2 separate regions of the Anas platyrhynchos genome follow, and region 1 is linked to region 2. Evidence: chromatin contacts called from public Hi-C data. All regions are on one chromosome and are shown on one strand. The core of a region is the stretch at or near the end of the contact, and the rest is flanking DNA. Distances in the headings are between cores, read along the strand shown. Region 1 holds the start of GALNT2 (polypeptide N-acetylgalactosaminyltransferase 2). Region 2 overlaps LOC119716534 (a long non-coding RNA gene).

Region 1 (5,169 bases), core at 1,635-4,134, 75 kb before region 2:
GGAGTGAACTGAATCCCTGGCTTTCACGGTTACAATCATCTTAATTGGAGATTCACCAGAGGAAAAAGAAAACAAAAAGCCACCTCTAAGTACATTCTGAATGAAAGGCTTAGGCTCTGCCCTTCTCTTCTTTTAAGAAGAGAAGAAGAAAGCCTGTCATACCCTAAATTCCAGAATCGGAAGAAGAGATTTCATTCTACTGCAGTTCTGTGCCCAGGTCTGGAAGCGTTGCTCCTTCACGTTAGTTTTTAGTCATTACTATTTACATATTTACTAATGAGACAGCTCCTACTTTGTGTGCTTTAGCTCCAGTTACGTGTGCTCAGCTCCCGCAGCCCCACGACCTGCCTAGCCAGAGCACCACACACACAGCTGCGGCTTCCACCACTGCTGCCAGAGGCCAAAAACTTAGGCTAGGCTGTCCTGCACGCTGCAGCATCCAAATAGCTCGAAAGGTTATAAATAGAGAACCAAAATAAGTAGGAGCTTACATTAACTCTGGCGCTCCTCTAATAGGAGAAAGGAAAAAAAAAATAAACCGCTCTTCTCTCTTATTCAGGTGCAATCCTGGAAAAGGGCAAATACCCTCACCTCTTCTAAAGGTAATGGGAATTGATGGCGTTCATCACAAGACTGGATGTCATACCGAGCAAGTCCAGTACGTCTGAAAAACACCCTAGGTCTGTATACGAAAAAAAATCACCCTCATGGAAAAACCATTCTGTTTCCATAACTAGATCTGTAATTAACATGCAAATTACTTATTCGCATAAATGAAGAACTATCCCCTTCTGGCTTCTGTAATTTTATAGACTGAACACGGCAGAGACTCCAATTTATAAAAAGTGATGTTCTTCTGTAAGCAACTCTGTTTTCATTATACTGAAATAGTGGGAAAGTAATAAGGACTACATGAAGTCATACCAACCAAGAAATTTACTACAGCAGGGTTTCTGTTCGTAAGTTTAAGGCGGTTTGTGTTTTTGCTTTATACCAGGGTCTGACACTAAGTTAATAAGCCTTTTATTGAGATTCAAAAGCTATTACATTACACACATCTTCCTCTACTTACAATTGCTAACCTACTCTGAGGCCCAGGATTAAATTTTACGCTTCGCTGACAGAAAATAGAATCCTAAATCAGCAATCCACACGTAATTGTTAATTTCCCCACTTGTTTCTTACGGTCACAGTACCTGTTTTCTTCCTTACCGTGGCCTTACTTCAAACTTCCACATTTTTAAACCTAGCACGGAGCTTCAGTTCAGGCTTATGAAGTAACTCATTTTCTTTAAATTTAATCTTTGCTAAACTTTCCCAGTTACCCACATCAGGAAGGTTTATTAAATTTCAAACAGAATGACGGCAAATAATCCCAAGGAAAGTATCACAGGATCACAGATCTCTTAAATCCGTAAGAAAAGTTGTACTAATAGCAGCAAGAAGCAGCAGCAGGTTCTAGGAGACAAAGTACCAGACTTGTAGCCAGAATAACTGGTTTCCTCTCTATTTTGTTCTCACCTGGTCTTGTAGGTGACCTTGTGCAAATCACTATCCCCACAGCACAGTTTTCCCATCAGAAAAAGCGAATTGAACTCATTTGCAAAGCTGACTGGAAGCTCCCAGGGAAACACACTAGGAGTTAAACATATATTCCCCTATCTGCAGATGTATTTGCCTTAGATAGCATTCCTTTATCCCATTATGCATCACCAGCAGCACAAGATTGCTTTTACTTTCTAAACACACTCGCGTTGTTCTTCAAGAAAGGCTTTAGGCTACTGCCTTACTTCTCATCACGCGCTTGATCCATCTCCACCGCTGCTGTGTCTACTCTGATGGAGCATGTTTAACGCTTACGTTAATAAATTGTGTCAGAAGTTGCTGCTGAGAACGAAAGGGGGAAAACCAGAGCAGCGAGCCAGTTATGAATGAACAGAGACTCCTTCTGCAGACCCTTGCGGGAGTGACTTTGTCCATAATGGTGCAAACATTTCCTCCCATGACTGGCTGCGGGAACCGGTCCTCACCAAAACCCAGCGGGCTTTCACCTGGAATATGAAGTAACTGTGCAAAGCCCTGGTGTGCTACACGCCAGCGGAGCGGAGAAAGGCCGCGTTGGCTACCAGGGGCACGGCGCTCCTCAGCCCGGGTGCACTTTGCCCACTGCCCTGTGCCATGGCGGGGCTCAGCCGGGCGACTCTGAAGATGCAATTTAGCAGCGAGAGGCTTCGCTGCTGCTCCTAGCACACCACAGACGGCGGAACGAGCCTGGTCCGGGGGGGCAGCACACACACACACACACACACACACACACACACACACCAATTACTCCCCGGCAGCAGCAGGCTGGCGGGCAGGGGCAGGAAGCAGCGGGTGCGCGTCCAGCCCCCGGGGCTGTGTACTCAGAGCTCTTCCCGCACGGCCGGGGCGTCACTGACCGAAACACGAGGGGGGAGGGAAAAATAAATAAAAAAAAAAAAGGAGGAAAGAGGAAAAAATGGGGGGGGGGGGTGGGGGACACGGCACGACCCAGCCCTGCCGCGCACCGGCGTAACGAGGGCATGAAGCGTTAAAAAAGGCAATAATTAAAAAAAAATAAGGGCAGGAGGGTGCGAGGAGGGGCAGGGGGCACGCTACCGACTGCCGCTCACCTTCCTGCCGCCGCCGGCCAGCGCGGCGCTGCCGCCCGAGTACATGTAGTAGGCGATGCCCAGCACCCAGAGGAAGGCGAAGCACAGCAGCAGCCGGGACCTGCGCCGCATCCTCCTCCTCTTCTTCCTCTTCCTTCTCCTCCCCGCCCCGGGCCACCAGGAACCGGGCAGCAGCCGCCCGCCGCTCCCGCCGCCCGCCGCCGCCGCGCAGGGTCAGGGGGCAGAGGGCGAGCGCCCGCCCCCCGGCCAATCCCGCGCCGCCCGGCCCCGCGGGGGGCGGCACGGGGCGGGGAGAGGCGGGGCGGGGCGGGGGGAGCGGCGTCGCCATGGTTGCAGCACGCCGGGAAGCCGCCGCCGCCTCGCCCCCCTCTCCCCTCCTCTCCCCTCAGTGTGGGGGTCTCCGGGGTGTTGCCTGGTGGGGCTGCGCTGCTGATGTGGGGTCGCCTGGGTGGTCGTGTCAAAAAGCAGGGCGCAAAAGTCAAAAGGGAAGAGGGTGATGGTTAAAAAGCACCACACGATTAGCACCACGTCATTAACCCTAATGGTTAAGGAACATCACAACTGTATCTGCGGTACCCACTCAAAGCAGAACATCACAGAATCACAGAATTTCTAGGTTGGAAGAGACCTCAAGATCATCGAGTCCCACCTCTGACCTAACACGAACAGTCCCCACTAAACCATATCCCTAAGCTCTACATCTAAACGTCTTTTGAAGACTTCCAGGGATGGTGACTCCACCACTTCCCTGGGCAGCCCATTCCAATGTCTAACAACCCTTTCAGTAAAGAAGTTCTTCCTAACATCTAACCTAAAACTCCCCTGGTGCAACTTTAGCCCATTCTCCCTCGTCCTGTCACCAGGCACATGGGAGAACAGGCCAACCCCCACCTCGCTACAGCCTCCTTTAAGGAACCTGTAGAGAGCAATAAGGTCACTCCTGAGCCTCCTCTTCTCCAGGCTGAACAAGCCCAGCTCCCTCAGCCGCTCCTCGTAGGACTTGTTCTCCAGACCCCTCACCAGCTTCGTCACCCTTCTTTGGACCCGCTCAAGCACCTCGCTGTCCTTCTTGTAGCGAGGGGCCCAAAACTGAACACAGTACTCAAGGTGCGGCCTCACCAGAGCCGAGTACAGGGGGGTACGCCTGAGTTTAAAGCTGTTCTCCACCATCTCACCGTGTTTTCCCAACAAGCTGTTTGATCGCTGCCCGTTTTGACCAAACCCCACCTTTCTGTGCCCCATCTGTCCATGCCAATGCCAGGCCTCCCCCAGTCCATCTGCACCGATGGCTTCTCTACAGATCTGGACTCCAGACCATGCCAGGGTGGTGTCAGCATGGGCCTGGTGCTGGACCCGGTGGCAATTCCGCTGTGTTAGCAGGAAAAAGATCCAGCAGCCCAAAGAAATGGCATCAGGAGCTCACCTGCTCACCAGCATGGTTGCTCTGCTGACAATCCCCCCAGGGAGGTGAGCTGTGAGAGGGCTGGCACGGTCTGGGCAGATGTTGTCTGGTATGCAAAGATTTCGGTGAATAACCACATGCCTTCCTACCTGCCATGGCCCCGACAGAAAGAAGAGATGGACAAAAAGGCAAACAAAGAAATCCGAGAGAAGTACTCCTTCAGGAAGTGCAAAAATAGAGAGATCTTTCTTCAGCACAAATGACTCTTCCAATAAACTCATCTTTGTGATTCTTGGTTCTGGAGGGAGCTGGAGAGAGACACCCAATTTGTGCAAAACACAAGTTTTGGAATCAAACCACTGGCATCTATTGAAGTGAGGTACACTGGAGAGTAAGGGCTGCCAGGAGACACGCAGATGTTCTGGATGAGATTTTTTGATTCATCCAAAGCATGTTTGATGCAAGGGAGCAACAGTAACAGCAAAAGCCTTTGTCTAAAAAGGCACACACACACCACCCCAAAGGCTAAATTTTCATTAGCAACATTTTCTATGTAATTTGGAGCAGGCTCAGCAGCCCAAGACTGTCAACAAGCTGATAAACTCCAGCTTGTTAAGCTCTGCCATCAGCTTTTAGAAGCGGCTTCCTGCTGCTGGGGGACTCCTTCATCAGGCAGATCTGCTGGGGGAGAGGGTGCCCTTCCTCCCATGGCTCCACACAGAAAACATCACACACCCAGCTGTGTAAAGTGCTCATTCTGGAGCCATAATCCCATTTAACCTTACAAATTCTGCAGGCCACTTACTCTTTAAATGCCTCGCAAAGCCTACAGAATCTTTTCTTGCCCTTTACACAGCCTAAAAGATCTTGAAACGGCCTTCAAAGGTCTTCCTGAAGCCTCAGGTATTTTCACTGATTTTAGCAATGTGCTTAGATAGATTTTTCCCTTTCCAGCAAAATTAACCAGCCATGCATGTACAGAAAATCCTTCTGTAGCTGCACACTTCACAAGCTTACCGAAATAATCCACTGCACATGCTCAATCACAGTTTTCAAAGGTCTATAACTCAGCCAAATCAAAACTAATTTCCTCTTGAACAAGCAAAGGCACAT
Region 2 (5,675 bases), core at 429-2,928:
GGCCTTACCAGCGTGTATTTTCTCTCCCTCCCCCCTCTGGTGCTCGTGGCAAAGCTGTGTGACACGGTGCTTTGGTCCCGATTTGCAGTGCTCCTGCTGCTCCGGCCCTGAACAAAGGCAGCCATTCAGCCCCAGCCGCACAGCGGTTTCATGCTACAGATGAACATCTACCATTGTCGCCAGGACTGCAGCCCAGAGAAATTAGATGCAAATTGTCGTTGTTCCCAAGCACAGATCCCCACTTCTTCAGCCCCAGGAGCCTAACAAACACCCTCTGTGCTCCCCATTTGTTCTCGGCGTATCACCTGCTTGTCAGCTAATGCTCTGCTAGGCTGTGGATTTAGCCATGGGCACAGCCTGGTTGTGTGTAACAGCATAGATACTCTCTTAGGGCTGTAGCTGCGTATGTATTGTGTACAATGGGAATGTTTCAAAATAATTAAAAAAAAAAATAATCTCAACCAGGGGGTCAGCAAGCAACATGGGTAAACGCAGGAGGTTTCCTGTTCGTGAGGGAAAGGCATCGCTGCTTCAAAGCCTGACCATCTACAGCTGCTCCACAGCTGGGGAAAGGCTGATGCTGTGCCTCCAAATCCTGATGCAAGAAATCCTGCATCTCCTGCCACTGCCTCTTGTATCCAGGAATAAGAAGATAGAATTGATCCAGTGAAAGTCAGGCTGAAGCTCAAAGAAAAATTTCCATTGCATTAGTCTTCAAAGGTGGGAAACAACTTGCTGAGGATACTGAGAATGCTCCATCGTTTGGAGCACTTAATCCTAGGACAGAGGAAAACAACACAGAAGGAAAAACCTTTCTGATGGTACAGGTGAGACAGTACCCAGTTTACCAAGACACTTCTAACAAAGCAGAGGCACCCATCCCGTGAGGACCCAGAATACACAGACCCCAGGACCCACAGAGAGCTCTACCATGATCAGCTGGATCTCCTTCAAACACAACCTGAAGTACACCCTACCACAGCGCCCTCTCCTTCTTTTGGCTGGATCACAGATAGTATTGCAACAGTTCAGTCTTGCAATAGCAAGGATGAGCCTCTCAGGCTCCAGTTCAGATAGGTGAGTTGCTATAGCTCACAAAACATAGCTGCTGAGCTGCACTGGCAGGCCGCATACACTCCTGGCCTATCGCAGAAGTGAGATAAAATGTATTTGCTTAAATCATTTTCATTGAGGCTTAAGTAAATACACTTTACTTTGTATTTGGTCACTATGCGCTTGCCCATCTGAGCCTCCAGCTCACAGTGGTTTGTGTTTTCAGACCCACAAATTGCAGGTTGGAGCCTAGATGATGATAGTGCTGAAGGCCATGATGTTTTATCAACACAGGGCACATGACCTGCACAGACCTGTCAGCTAGGCCACCACTTGCATGGTTACATCAGGATTATCAGCACATATCTGATCAGCTCTATCCACCACCAGCCAGCATGTGCCTCTGCACAGCACCAACATTCAGGTCACCAGTTATGCAATTTGTGAGCAATGAGGCAGAGTAATATGTGATATAGAATAGATGAACCTGCAATTGGCTGATGCATAAAATTAGCTTTATTTAAAATGGCCAAATATGGGTTTTCCCCCACATTTAGAAATCTGCACATTAGCTTATTGGCTTCCTCACACACAGAGATTCACTCTCCCAGCACACTGGGGGAAAACTCCATTTCCATGAGTCAGTTCCTGTAGGGAAAGCACAGAGCTGGATACTCCCTTGCCAAAAGGAAATGATTAAAGCCATAAATCAGCCAAAACCATATGGCATCAAACTGTTGGGGTCCATTACCCTCCCTCTGTTAGGGTAGGGCAGGGTTCTTGCAGATGTTGAAAATCTCTTGGCCTCCAAGATGTGGATTAGTCCATTTGTTCAATGCTTAGATGCAGAAACACCCAACCCAAGACAGGAGGAGCAAGATGATCAGCACAGTAGCATGGCTTCATGCAGCTGGCATGTGCAAGAAAAGCTGTCACCAGACTGACAAGTGGCAGGGCTTATGCTTTGCATGATGCTGCAGAAGACCCATGGGAACTGTTGTCACTGGAATCGAAGAAGGTGAGGGCATTTCAGAAGATGTGCATTGAAAACACAAGTTGAAAATATGTGGGACATTTAGAGCAAGTTAAGCGGCTCAGTGATCTGCTATAGAGCCTGCCTTCCCCTCAAGTGCCCTGATGCACCACATTAATTTCTCAATTTAACATCTCAGAAACCTGAGAGCTATTGACACAGTTGCCACATCGTACTGAGGAGCATTTCACACGAAATACCAAGCTACAGCTTTTCTTTTCTTTAACAAACACAATAGCCTGCATTTCTGGAACCCATGGAATGTTGTACAGCAGGCAAAAATTATTTCTGTAATTGGTATGCAAACAGAGGAAGTGCACGAAGGGGTGAAATACTGCAGATGCTGCGATACAGCCCTTCGCAGGGAAGATAAGCGGCCTGCCAGAGATGACCGTGCCCAGCTCCAAAGAGTAGAACCAGGACAAGATAAAGGCTCATGAGCCAAGGTATCCACAAAAGCTGAGCACAAAACCATCTCAAGCTTTGGTCAAAGAGCAACAACAGACATTACCTTGTACAAGGCCACAACACAAGGAGCCCACACTCACCATATCCCAGCTCATGCTGCAGTTGCTAACAGGCCACAGCCACGCAGGGCTCGTGTCCAGTGCTAAACATCTTGACAGGGAAGAGCAGCGTGTCCTGTGGGAATCCAGGGCAAGGAAAGTGGAACCACCCACACCGTAACGCATGCCATGCAGCCTTCAAGAGCTGCTTTTCAAAGCTCGGGAAACCACAGCTCCAGCTAACATCTGTCAGCTGCAAGAAATTAGTCCCTCTGTTACTCACCTGCATTCTGCATCGGCTCTAAAGGAACAGGAAAAAGGGGCTGCCCCTGAACTGCCTTTTTGTTTCAACCTGTCCCACTCTATGCTGCAATTCCCATCCCAGCTGTCTCTCATACCAATAAAATAAAAGCATTCTTGAAATACTAAAAATAGGAACAGCAGGGCAGGCCATGCTTTGAACTGGGCTGCACTGGGAATTTCTACTTCTGCTGTCTGTGTGTGACTTGAACATTTCCTACTGGCTTCAAAACAAAATCCAGAAACATACTTGTGTTTGAATCCCTACAAGTTTCATTTTAAGACTGACTCGAAAGGATGGATTCCCAATCTATCTGGTTCCCAAACAAGTGTTATCATTGCATCTTTAAGCAGGGAAGCCTCAGTGTCTCATTTTCTTCTCATTCACTGAACCAGGGTGAAAGCTCAGTTCTAGCTACAGAGAAGAAGCTGCACAACAAGCCCTACAACCACAAACTTCATTTCACTCCTTTTTTTTCCATTGCACTCTTTTTCTTCCCCTCACTCTGCTGCACAGTCAGAACACTCCCATGCTGCTGCAAGAAAGAGAATCTGTTCTTGTGCCCATGGCCAGGTTTTAAAGCCAAAGTATGCTCTGCCGTCAGAAATACGGCTGCAGCACTTCTGGCTATGCTTTGGCCAGCTTTAATCAAGGTAGCTGTAGTGGCAGCACCTGTGGTGCTAGGGCTATAAGGGCTAAAGCAAAGGTTGCACCCACAGCCAAGGCTATCAGGTAGCCAGGACTGAAGCCTGACTTTTCAGCACTTCAGCATGTGGGACATCAGCTGAGATCTTGTTTGCCTGCTGGTGTTGTGAGTGCCTCCAAGTGACTGAAGTCACTTCTCAGCCTATTTGTTTGTTTCCCCCACTCCTGCAGATGGCAGGCAGGCAGTGGCAAACTCTCCACAGCCAGAAGTGCAGAAGGGAGGAGATGAGCTCCTGTTACAACCAGGCAGGTGGTTAAAAAGGATCCTTCCATTCCTGCCCTGACACGATTTTAAGTCAGCATTTTTTTCCTTCAAGATTTCAGACAAGCTTAGCTTTTTCAGTAAAAAAAAAGATGACGACAAACATGTCTTGGTCTGACAGAGTTTGAGTGAAGCTGTCAAAGTGTCAAATGCACATTAGCCAAAAGAACTCTTACCCTCCAAAAAATTGCTCCATTTGGCAAGCCACTCTCCATCAAAGCAGCACAGGCATACGACTTGAACTTTAAATTAGGCATTAAGATGTATAAGGATAGGGCTGATTGTTTATGTTGTTTAATAAAAATCTACAATCAGACTCATAACATTTATCCTGGATGCCACCAGCTGTAGCATTTTACTCCCTTACTACTTTATGGAGCTCAGTAACTATTTGCGCCTAACTGCAAATTTACATTTGCTGGAACACAGCTCCTAGCTATGTTTTTTTTTTGTGAATTTGTTGTTGTTGTTACATCCTTCTCTACTGTATTAAACAACACTCAAATACCTGGTCTGTTGCCCTACAGAAGTATTTGCATACCAGAACTGAAAAAAACATCTCTTAGTCTCCTTTCTGCAGCGATTCAGTTTATAATTCTGAAGGCTACAGATGATATATAGTAGCTGGCTTCACAGTTTTAAAGTCTTTGCAAGCTTAACCAATAAAATATTAATAGATTTTTCTAATTAAAATTATTGATATCACCCTTGTTTTTCACGGTGTTGATGTTGGTTTAATAACTACTCAGAACACACCTCCTGGCCTGAAGAGCTTAATGTCAAACATTGGGCTTGGTGGAAGACATGCTGCAACTACCCACAGGTTATTGGGCTCACTACAGCCCTAACTATATTAAGCTCAATGGACTGCAATGTGGTACACGAGAGGTCTAGCCAGACGATCTAGTTTGTAGTCCCCCCCTGCTTATAAGCTTCTGGATCTACATAAACAGGACAGGAAGAAGACAGAGGTGAAATCATTTAGCAACCAGCAGAGCACTGCCCAATATACAAATCACTGAACTCACAGTGCAGCACTCAAACCTCTAAATCACAGGGCCTCAGCGCTTTTGTGGGGGTATGCCCTTATTCGGAGCAAACATTTTATGTCCTTCCCCCAACGTTTACTATAATAGTAGGAGCAAAACCAACATATGTATGGTAACATCTATATACCGTGCATTTGTATGTGCTTTGAGGATATAATAATATTTGAGGGGTAAAGATGGGGATGGAAAGCAAGATTTCATTCGTTTTAGATTAAAATTTTCAACCTGAATAGAAAGGTGACCTGCCACGATCTTCTTTCATGACCTTCCTCCACCCCCTGAGTCCTGCAACTCACCCACTGTGAAATAACGTGCTAGATTATACACTAGTTCTCATAGAAACACTTCAGGCATTGAAAGCATACGTAATTCAAACATTTAAATAGGCTTTCTTCACCTTGCAACTGCAAGCTATTTCTACATTTTCCTTTCCTGCAGGTCCCCAACATACATGACCTCCTTTTCTGAAGTTGTGTGTGCTGACATAAAGGTTGGATAGATGTGTGATGACACGGAGGTTAGGGGAGACAGAAGCAACAAAGGCTGCACAGATGCCAGGTGGGAGTTGCAGGGGTAGGTGGAATTACACCTAGAATGAAATTGCTCCTCTCTTTTCGCAGTGGAGCTTTATTTACCTTTGTCCCTTGTTCTTCCCATCATCCCTGTTCCCTTTCATGTCTTGGCTATTAACGATATTAGGAAAATTATTCATTCGATTGCTTGTAGAAGCTGCCCAAAATAAATACATTCCACTTAATAAACCTTC

Evidence for each region. A called contact is a pair of places that touch in the nucleus more often than the background predicts.
Region 1: a contact with region 2 is called in a Hi-C map of subcutaneous adipose tissue, with 1.7 times the contacts expected there. The contact joins the promoter of GALNT2 here to the enhancer-like site in region 2. A contact is called at or near these places in 4 of 8 Hi-C or Micro-C datasets (F1 follicle, liver, skeletal muscle and 1 more).

The regions. Positions count from the first base shown.
Region 1 is chr3:44,791,114-44,796,282 of IASCAAS_PekinDuck_T2T, reverse strand. It overlaps GALNT2 (polypeptide N-acetylgalactosaminyltransferase 2), which reads right to left and starts at 2,884. Exons shown (of 16, transcript XM_027454180.3): 1 at 2,655-2,884. The coding sequence starts at 2,765. LOC110352849 (a long non-coding RNA gene) reads right to left here. Exons shown (of 6, transcript XR_011808289.1): 6 at 5,092-5,169.
Region 2 is chr3:44,714,849-44,720,523 of IASCAAS_PekinDuck_T2T, reverse strand. The region is part of intron 1 of LOC119716534 (a long non-coding RNA gene); the gene reads right to left. Among named protein-coding and RNA genes, the nearest start is that of URB2, 27 kb to the right of the region's middle. Within about 2 kb of position 1,678, at least 2 of the 8 cell types and tissues checked have an H3K27ac peak or open chromatin away from gene starts, as enhancers often do.